Linked DNA regions of Gossypium hirsutum: region 1 is linked to region 2. A link is a contact called in public Hi-C data. All regions are on one chromosome and are shown on one strand. Each heading gives the region's core, a stretch centred on a gene start, on an enhancer-like site or on the middle of the called end of the contact. The rest is flanking DNA. Distances are from core to core; before and after follow the strand shown. Region 1 holds the start of LOC107950887 (pentatricopeptide repeat-containing protein At3g63370, chloroplastic). Region 2 has its middle 6.8 kb from the start of LOC107902147.

Region 1 (4,886 bases), core at 176-2,675, 36 kb before region 2:
GAAACATGTGACTTAAGAGTTTATGTTATGTTTGTGACATGAGACAAAGATTTATGTGAATGTGAAAGTTGATTAGTGACTATATGTGTTAAAGTAAAAACTATAAGTTAGAAAATTAATTTAAATGATTTTATGTTTTCGAAAATGAATTGAAATTTTAAGCATATTAGTGAAAGAAACTATGTGAATAAATATTATTAAAATTTTACTTGAATTGTATATATATCAAAATGGTAAGATTGAATCCAGTTGAGTACTTACTAGCTATTCACGTAGCTTAACGCATTTGTTTTAAATGCATAGGTGATAGATAAGTTTTGAAAAGAGTCGAGGATTGCTACTTCGGTTTGAATCACATCACTCCTCAACTTCAAGTTCAAGCAATTTGGTATATATATTTTGGATTTAGTTTAGCATGTACTTAGGTTTATTAGTAAAAAAAAAAGTGAATTATGTATAAATAATAATGTTTTGTTCTATAAGTTACCTTGATTATAATGAAACAAGAATATGTTTAAGTGGTGAGTTTAATGTTTAAATGTAACATCTTTTACTTGGATTGGGTGAGGGCTATTACAAACTAAATTGACAAATTTTGTAAATTTGAGACTAAATTTATTGAATTTTTAGACTTTGAACTAAAAGGACAAATTTTTGTAAACATTGAGGACTATTTGTTGAGTTTTTTTAGATTTAGAATCAAGTTGATAGAATGTGTAAACATTTTAAGGCTAAATTTGTTATTAAGCCAATAAAAATGGCCAACATCAGTTCTTCATCACTCGTTTAATAACAACATCTAATTGGAGAGTGATTAGAATATTTAATTTCGAAAAGTTGAGTGGTTAAATAAAAAAGTTAGCAGTAGAGTGGCTAAAATAGAACTAAAGATATAGTTGGATGGCTATTCTTTTATTTTACCCTAATACTTTAAAAGAAAATATTTGATACACTAGTAGTGAAGTTTTTATACTTCACAAGTAAGATTAGGGAGTTGAGAAGTGTCCTATAAAATATAGTAAAATATTAAAAAATTATATTTAAAAAAGAAACACATATAACTTTTTAAAACTATTTATAAAATAAAAAAATACACTACCAATATACTAAATATTAACCCTTACTTTAAACATAAATAAAATAAAATAAACCTCAAAGAATGTTCTATTTTTTCCTTTTTCTCTTCTCCACGTGACCAGATCTTGAAAGACAACAAGAAAAAGTAAAATTGAGCTGATGAAATTATCAACAAAAGGCCGTCTGTTTGAATCGAACCCACGACCACGTGATTAAAAGCCGCGCGCTCTACCGGCTGAGCTAAGACGGCTTGAGATTTCATTAGTTATTATTCATTATATTAATCAATTCGAAATGTTATTCCATAACAATACCATTGATCATGCGACTGCAGTCTTATCTTACACTGAGCGTCGTCCTGTCCTGCACTTGCCCTCTAATGCCCGCTTCTTTGGTTCATCTGCACACTAATAATTGCTCTTCAATTTTCGCTCACCCCCCTATGTTAATCCAAACACAAATAAACCCTACTCTCAAAATCCCATCTTTTTCTCGTAAACCCATCCAAACCCATACTTTAAAGGATATTTGCCTTCGAGGAAACCTCAAGGAAGCATTTCAATCGCTACCAGTTTCATCCAATGATCACCCGGACGAGACTTATGCCCCGGTTCTTGAACTTTGTGCTCAAAAGAAAGCTCTTTCTCAGGGGCTACAAATTCACGCCCACATGATAAAGTCTTGTTCCGTCTCCGAATCCATGTTTTTAGCTACTAAGCTTGTGTTTATGTATGGAAAATGCGGGTCAGTTCGGAATGCGGAGAAAGTGTTTGATCAAATAGGTCAACGAAGTATTTTTACTTGGAATGCTATGATAGGAGCTTATGTTTCAAATGGGAAACCTTTTGAAGTTCTTCAAACCTATAAAGAAATGCGGGTTTTGGGAGTTCCTCTTGATGCTTATAGTTTTCCTTCTCTGCTTAAAGCTAGTGGTTTGCTAAAAAATCTCTATTTAGGGGCTGAAATTCATGGTCTGGCTGTCAAGTTTGGGTATGATTCTACTGTTTGTGTTGTCAATTCTTTAGTTGCTATGTATGCCAAATGTGATGATCTTTTTGGAGCAAGGAGATTATTCGGGAGAATAGATCAAAAAGACGATGTAGTTTCATGGAATTCTATAATTTCAGCATATTCTTCAAATGGAAGATCTATGGAAGCATTGGAACTTTTCAGGGAAATGCAAAAGGCTGGTCTTGACTCTAATACTTACACTGCTGTTGCTTGTCTTCAGGCTTGTGGAGATTATTCCTTTAGGAAATTAGGTAAGGAGATACATGCTGCTGTGTTGAAATCAGCTCAGCTTCTTGATGCTTATGTTGCTGGTGCTTTGGTTGCTATGTATGTCAGATGTTGTAAGATGAGTGAGGCTGTAAGAACTTTTAACAAATTGGAAGAAAAGGATAAAGTAGCCTGGAATTCTGTGCTTACTGGGTTTATCCAAAATGGTATGTGCAGTGAGGCTTTGCATTTCTTCCATGATTTTCAGAATGCTGGTGAAAAACCTGACCAGGTTACAGTAATAAGCATCTTGGTAGCTTGTGGGCGAATGGGTTACCTATTGAATGGTATGGAATTGCATGCTTATGCAATAAAAATTGGATTTGATTTAGACTTGCAGGTTGGAAATACTCTTATAGATATGTATGCAAAGTGTTCTTGTGTGAACTACATGGGCTATGCTTTTAATAGGATGCCCGATAAAGATTTAATTTCTTGGACTACTGTCATTGCTGGCTATGCACAAAACAGTTATGCTTTAAAGGCTTTTGAATTGTTCCGAGAAGTACAATTAATAGATATTGATGTTGATCCCATGATGCTAGGTAGTATACTGCTGGCTTGTAGTGAACTGGCGTGTGTGTCCCAAGTGAAAGAAATTCATGGTTATATTATGAGAAGAGGCCTGTCTGATGTTGTGCTGCAAAACATGATTGTTGATGTATATGGAGAATGTGGAAACATAGACTATGCTGTGCAAACATTTGAGTCAATCCAGTTTAAAGATGTTGTGTCTTGGACAAGCATGATTTCTGCATATGTCCACAATGGGCTTGCTAATGAAGCTCTTGAACTGTTCCATATCCTAAACAAAACTAATATTCACCCTGATTCTATTGCATTAAAAAGTGCACTCTCTGCTGCTTCCAGTTTGTCTGCCTTGAAGTATGGGAAAGAAATCCATGGCTTTATTATTAGGCATAACTTCTCCGAAGGATCAATTGCCAGCTCTCTTGTGGATATGTATTCTCGATGTGGAATGGTTGAGAATGCACACACAATATTTAAGTCTATTCAAAGTAAAGATTTAGTCCTATGGACAAGCATGATAAATGCATATGGAATGCATGGCCATGGAAAAGTTGCCATTGATTTATTCAATAAGATGAAGGAAAATCTCACTCCAGATCATGTAGCGTTTTTGTCAGTTCTATATGCTTGCAGCCATTCAGGACTGACTGCTGAAGGTAGACAATTTTTTGAGATCATGAAATATGAATATCAATTGGAACCATGGCCAGAGCACTATGCTTGTCTGGTTGATCTCCTTGGTCGGGCAAATTGCTTAGAAGAGGCATTTGAATTTGTGAAAAGCATGCAGATGGCACCTACTGCTGAAATTTGGTGTGCACTCCTTCGGGCTTGCCAAGTACACTCAAATCAAGAACTAGGAGAAATTGCAGTGCAGAAACTTTTGGAGTTAGGGTCCACAAATCCCGGACATTATGTGCTTGTTTCTAATGTCTTTTCAGCTAAAGGAAGATGTAAAGATGCTGAAAAAATTAGAAGTAGAATGAAGGAGCGAGGCCTGAAGAAAAGTCCTGGATGTAGTTGGATTGAGGTGGGGAACGGGATTCATACTTTCATGGCAAGAGACAAGTGTCATCCAGAGTGTCATCATATAACCAAGAAATTGGATCAAATCACGGAAAAGCTGGAGAAGGAAGGAGGTTATATAGCTCAAACAAAGTTTGTTTTGCACAATGTGGAGGAAAATGAGAAAGTTAAGATGCTATATGGGCACAGTGAAAGATTAGCCATTGCATATGGTCTGCTCAAGACTGCTGAGCAAACCCCCATTCGGGTTACAAAGAATCTACGTGTCTGTGGTGATTGCCATACTTTCTGTAAGTTAGTCTCTAAACTCTTTGGACGGGAACTACTTGTGAGGGATGCCAATAGATTTCACCATTTTGAGGATGGGGTTTGTTCTTGTGGGGATTTCTGGTGAATGTTACATCCAATTATTTGAATTGGACTTTTCGACATTCTTCTTGCTGAAGGTATTGGAATCATTCTCAGTTGATCAAGCCGTTTTTCTTTATGTCATTCGTTCTGGTTCAAATCTGCTAAGAGCGAATAGAATTATGATCATTACCCTGGTGGCAGCGCCCCATTTCGAAGGCTGATATGCCAAAGCTGCTATCAAGATTGCCAATAATGATTCAATTGCAAGATATTACTAATATACCCCTGTTTTGGATGGAAATTGCATGCGCCATGCTAGAAGAAGTGCCTAAAATGGGGATGAATATGTAATCATATTGACTCCTGTTTTCGCTCATTGCATGGCTGATTCATTATTGTTGTATATTATGATTTTAACACGACTGGAAACAATGAATTCATATTGAATGTAGATATTTTAAATGTTTTGTTTCCACTAGAGTAAATCAATACCTTCACAAAATTTGCCCCATGAAAATGCAGTGAATCTGCTTGATGATAATCTCTGGTCAGCATTTAACACAATCTTCATCGCTCTGCCGTGCCGCAGGTGGCTGCTTGTGCTAAATAGAAAGTGATGATGG
Region 2 (5,447 bases), core at 1,796-4,295:
TGCATATGTCAATGAGAACAGCTGGATTGGGAAAGACATCAGAGCAGTGGCAGCGAGAAGTTCAAAAGGAAAACGCTAGAGCTGATCAGTGGGAGAAGAGGTTCCACGATGCTCGAGCACAGGAAAGTGCATTGAGGAAGAGTTTGATCGAAGGCCAAAATGAGAAGCAGATATTAACAGCTCGGGTAGCGGAGTTAGAAAGGGCGTTGCATCAGAGCTGTGGTCATAACTTTGACATTGAATTAAGGGCAAGCTTGAGCAGGATCGAGGATTTGAAAGGAAGGGTAGAAGAGCTTGAGGCCGCATTACAGAACTGTGAGCATCGAATTGAATTTCTTGAGTCGAATAATGAGCAATTGAACGAACAGCTTCGTTAATCGCAGGACCAGGTCAGGGATAGATATCATATCATAAGTGAAGTCGTGGCACAGATTCGATCAGTGGCTGATTATTTACAGACTTTAGCAGTTCAAGCTGATGTGCTAAGTGTGAAGTATGAGTTAGAGTTGGACCGGGGTCGTGAGCTGGCTTGCCATCATAAAAAAGTTAAAACTTTGAGTATTAGGGCAAATTCGTATATATAGTCTGTTCTATGTAAAGGATTTTGTTTTCTAAAAAAGTTTCTAAATGGAATTGGATCAGAATCGACGCCTTTTTAGTTTTGCATTCATTTTATGCATTTGCATTTCATCACATCACATGCATTACGTTTCAAAAAACCCTTAATTAATCTAAAATTATATTATAGTTACCCTGGAACATCAATACTACACGCGCAAAAAAACCAAAGCTATGGATCAAAGGCTGGAAAAATTGGAACAAATGCAGAAAGAAATGCAGGAACGGCTGCAAACACAGATGCAAGAGCAACCGGCCAAGATTCAACAGGATATGAAAGATTAGATGCAAGAATCGCAGAAGGACATGATGAATCAGCTAACTCAGTTGTTACTCGGAGGGCCAAGAAAGGGGAAGAGCCCTATGGTCAACCCAGATGGCGATAGCGAGATCCTTACTTACCCTCCAGGTTTCACCCCAGTAAATACCCTAGTACCATCTCAAAGGGTGTCTGTCAATATCAAACCCCAGTATCAGGCTAGTATTTCGGCACCAATGAATTTCCTGACGGGCTCGTGTTCTAAACCAGAGGACGACCAGGTAAATCCTTCGGTCCCCGACTTTGATGAGATGGAAGAGGTAGGGAAGGCAAAAGGAGAACTCTCAGAGTAGTTGAAAGTCCGATACAAATGGCTGGCAGAAAAGTTCAAGGCGCTGGAAAGCGCAGATTATCAATGTGGTATGGATGTTAAAGACAGGAACCCAATACAAAGCAGAATACGAAAAAGCCCCAGTTTACTCCCATTCCAATAACGTATCGGAGTTGTACAAAAATCTATTCGATGCACATGTTTATCCCTGTTCTACTTAAAACCGTTGCAGCCCTCATACCCCAAGTGGTATGATGCGAGTGCCCAATGTGAATATCATGCGGGCGTTGCAGGACACTCAATCAAGAATTGCACCTCTTTCAAAAGAGTGGTCGAAAAACTCATCAACATGGGTATTGTCAAGTTCGATGAGGTGCCTAGCGCAGGAAACCCGTTACCCAATCATACTGCTAATTGGGTAAATGCGGTAGTCAAGAATATAGGAAGGAGAGTTAAGTTGGATGTAGCGGAGGTAAGGACTTCGATAAGGGAGGTTCTGAAGAAGATGGTAGAAAGAGGTCTAATCATACAAGACTTTGGGAGCAAGTCCCGAGAAGTAGAGAACTATTGTGAGTTCCACGGAGAGGAAGACCATGAGATAGAGACATGTAATGAATTCAAGGCCCCAGTACAGGGTCTAATGGACAACAAGGAGATAGAGTTCTTCGAGTTCGCTGAGGAGAAGCATGTGTGCGCCTCAGAAGAGGAGCTAATAAATAAGGTCTGTTAAGTCAATCACCCAGTGGTGATCATTTCACGACCAAGAATAAATGAAGCTGGAGCAAGAACGACGCCAAAGATGGTGATTCAGAAATTGGTAGCTTTTCCTTACAAGGATAACAAAAGGGTGCCTTGGAGTTATAATTGTAATGTGACATTGCTAGGAGAGAGAAGGTTGGCCAGCACACTAGATACGAAAGTTGAGCCTGTAAAAGAGAAGTCTTTAATGTCGAAACAATGGGAGGAGAGGACAAAACCACTGGTTAATAAACCAGTAACAGCAGATGAAGCTAAAGAATTTTTGAAGTTTTTGAAACACAGTGAGTATAGTGTTGTGGAGCAGTTGCACAAGCAGCCAGCTTGCACCTCGATACTAGCTTTGCTTCAAAATTTAGAGGCACACCGTAATGCGTTGATGAAGGTGTTCAATGAAACCTATGTTGCTGAAGACATCTCAGTGAACAAACTGGACCGACTCGTCAGCAATATTAGTGCTGATAACTTTATTTCTTTCAGTGATAATGAAATACCACCAGGTGGCATGGGGTCCTGTAATGCCCCGATTTTTAGGCTTGGAAGTATTGGGCCTTGAGTTTGGGATCAGGTAGAAGACGGCCCGAATAATTTGGATATTATTATTATTAGAAAAATATTACTATATGTATGTTTGAAAAATTTTTATGAAAATTTTTATTACTATAATTATTATTATTAGATAGGAAAATATATATATATTTATAAAAGTATTGTTGTTTTGGTGTTTAAACTCTAGGAAAAAAATTTGTTTTAATTTTTACCTCATAGAGGGAATCTAGGCATAAGGCTTATAAAATAAATTGGGCAAGAGGCATGAAGAAGCGTACCTGACCTAGTGGTTAGCATGCTAGGTAGTGGGAAGGAGAGTTGGGGTTCGACTCCTAGCATATGAAAATGTGTTTTATTTTTCTTATATCAGGGAACGACGCAGGAAAGCCTTATATATAGTTGAGGTTAAAAGGTAACACAAAGGGAAGCTCGGTCCAGTGGCAGAGGCGCTGGGAGTGTGGTATAGTGCCTAGGTTCGAGGGTTGGCGCACGTAAATGCTTGTTTTTATTTTAGAAGCAAGGTCGTACTAAAGTAAGGTTTAAGAATAGTTGCGACCAAGTTACGCCACAAGGAGCGCCTGTGGTACACTGGTAGCAGCGTACTGGGCATGCGGAGAGGGCGCAGGTTCGAGTCCTTGAACGGGCGAATTCCGTTTTATTTTTAAAGTGGGCCAGAACTGAAGCAAGTAAGGTTTATAATTAATTATAACCATATATTAGTAAAGGAGAAAGCGTGGTGCAGTCGCTAGCAGCCCAGGCGAAGGTGCAAGGGGGCAAGGTGGATGGAGGTCTGGGGTTCGAGCCTCATCTCGCGCACGCAAGGTTGGGATTTTGCTGCATGCGTGGGGAAAGAGTTGGGGAGGTGGTGCCAACGGTGGGCTGATCGGTCAAGAGTTTGAATGAATTCAAACATTGAATGTGGCCAAAAATCAAGGAGCAATTCGGGGAATTAGAGTTTAGGAAGAATTCCTATGCCGAAATACACTCACTCGGCCATAACTAATAAGTGTCGTATATTTTGGCCTTTAGGATTCAGTTTTTTTCTTCTATTTTCTTTTCTTTTGTTTTCTCCTCTTTTCATCTACTTCTTTTATTCTTCTTCTTTTCCTCTATAGCCGAATCTTTCTACTATTTTACTCATCTCCACTTTCTTATCATTTGCTCCTAAGCCTTATGCACAAAAGCCGAAATCCCGAAAGCCTATATTTCTTCTGTGCCAATTTCTTCTAGCCAAACCCTCTGATTCTTCTCCATCTTGTGGCTGATTCTTTCTTCTTCTAAACCTTAAAGTTCTGTCGACAAAGCCACTACAGAACTCTCATATCTCATCTTCTTCACTGTTTCAAAAAGCCGAAAACCCCATAGTTTAAGGGCATTGCTGAATCTTTAGACCAAAAAAGGACCGGCTTCTGCTAGGGTTTGAAGGTTAGATCTACATCAAAACCGAATAAGAACTAAAGTGGAATCGTTGGCTGAAGGAACCGGTGGTAAGTTTTCGAAACTATTTCTTTATTTCGGGAGTTAAGAAAAGTTGAAACCCTTATGGCTGGCTAGCGTTTTGGACTAAGGGTTTTGTGCCTCTTTCTGTTTGGTTGTGTAAGCGTTAGTGTGGAAAAGGAGGCGTACAGCGAAGGGCTTGAAGGTTAACTAGGTTGGACATCTAAATCTATCCCATATTTCGGCAGAAAGGTAAGAACTTTAGGGTTTAAGGCATTGTTGGCCAAATATGGTAAGGGGTCTAGTACGTAGCTTGTTTTTGATATTTAGACTGATGTATTAGTAACTCGATTGTAGGCAACTCATGTGTGGATCTCGCTAACGTATCGTTATAAATCAGGTGTGTAAACGACACCCACTCATAGACTAGATCGGCAAAAGCCGAAAAGTCGAAAAGCCGGCATTTGTGAACTTGTAAGCGTGCAAGCTCTCATGAGGTGGTTTGGTTGTTAATTTTGGTAATCACAAGCAATATGATTACAGAGTGCGCAATTTCATGCACTTCGGTATATTTAGGCTTAATGGGCCAAAAATGGGTTAGTGGGCCAACGGGCTAAATTCGGTAAAAACGCTCGATAAGTGCTTCTGTTAATGTGTTAATGGTTAGAATATGTATGTAAACTCTAGAATAGTAAATTTTATTAAACTACCCCTAAGTATGAAAATGACTGTTATACCCTTAGGGTTAATTTTGACTGAAATGCATGATATTCTGATTATGTTTGTTGTATGCCATGACATGTATATCTGTTGCATGGAATCTGGGTTATGTTATGGAGGAAGAACCCGTTCTGGTAGCTGTGCCACATATTCTGATATAAGCAGCTTTGCTGCGGATCATAGTTAGTGCCGCAACCGGTGCTAACACTGTAAGTGTTAGGGATGGCGTGGGTGATTTATTCCTCACAGGAAGTGTGGGGATGGATGGAGGCAAGTGCAGGGTTGGATGGGTTTATCATGCATTAATCATATGAGACTGTTTTGTTATAGGCCAACTGTATTGAAATGGGGCCCAACTGTGTTAATATGGGCAAGGCCCAATATATCTCGACTTGTAATAGGGCTACGGCCCAGATTAATACTGATATGGGCTAGGCCCAATATACTCCGATACTGTAAGGGGCTATGGCCCAGATTAATATTGATATGGGCTAAGGCCCAGTTAACACTGATTTCTGAATAGGGCTTAGGCCCAGTAAAGCTTGAACTGATTTGGGCTCTGGTTGGGATACTTTACACACTGAGTTTTCCAAACTCATCCCCTTTCTCTTTCATCCTTGTAGGTGAGCTCTAGTTGGTAGACTTGGAGCTGGGCAGGATTCAGAGTGGCCACGAAGATTAAATTTTTGGTTTTTAAATAAGTTTCAATTAGCTTCCATTTAAATTTCGCATTTATTTTTGATTATTTCTATTTTGGTTAAAGTTGTAATAAGGCCG

Evidence for each region. A called contact is a pair of places that touch in the nucleus more often than the background predicts.
Region 1: a Hi-C map of leaf shows a contact between it and region 2, with 1.9 times the contacts expected there. The contact joins the promoter of LOC107950887 here to the enhancer-like site in region 2. A contact is called at or near these places in 9 of 34 Hi-C or Micro-C datasets (callus, hypocotyl and leaf).

Annotation. Positions count from the first base shown.
Region 1 is chrA08:11,176,468-11,181,353 of Gossypium_hirsutum_v2.1, reverse strand. It overlaps LOC107950887 (pentatricopeptide repeat-containing protein At3g63370, chloroplastic), which reads left to right and starts at 1,425. Exons shown (of 1, transcript XM_016885810.2): 1 at 1,425-4,734. The coding sequence starts at 1,457. The coding sequence ends at 4,306. It overlaps TRNAK-UUU (transfer RNA lysine (anticodon UUU)), which reads right to left and starts at 1,327; the gene lies at 1,255-1,327.
Region 2 is chrA08:11,141,684-11,147,130 of Gossypium_hirsutum_v2.1, reverse strand. No RefSeq gene overlaps it. Among protein-coding and RNA genes, the nearest start is that of LOC107902147, 6.8 kb to the left of the region's middle. Within about 2 kb of position 3,045, at least 3 of the 9 cell types and tissues checked have an H3K27ac peak or open chromatin away from gene starts, as enhancers often do. A contact at or near this core is called in hypocotyl and leaf, where this site is marked.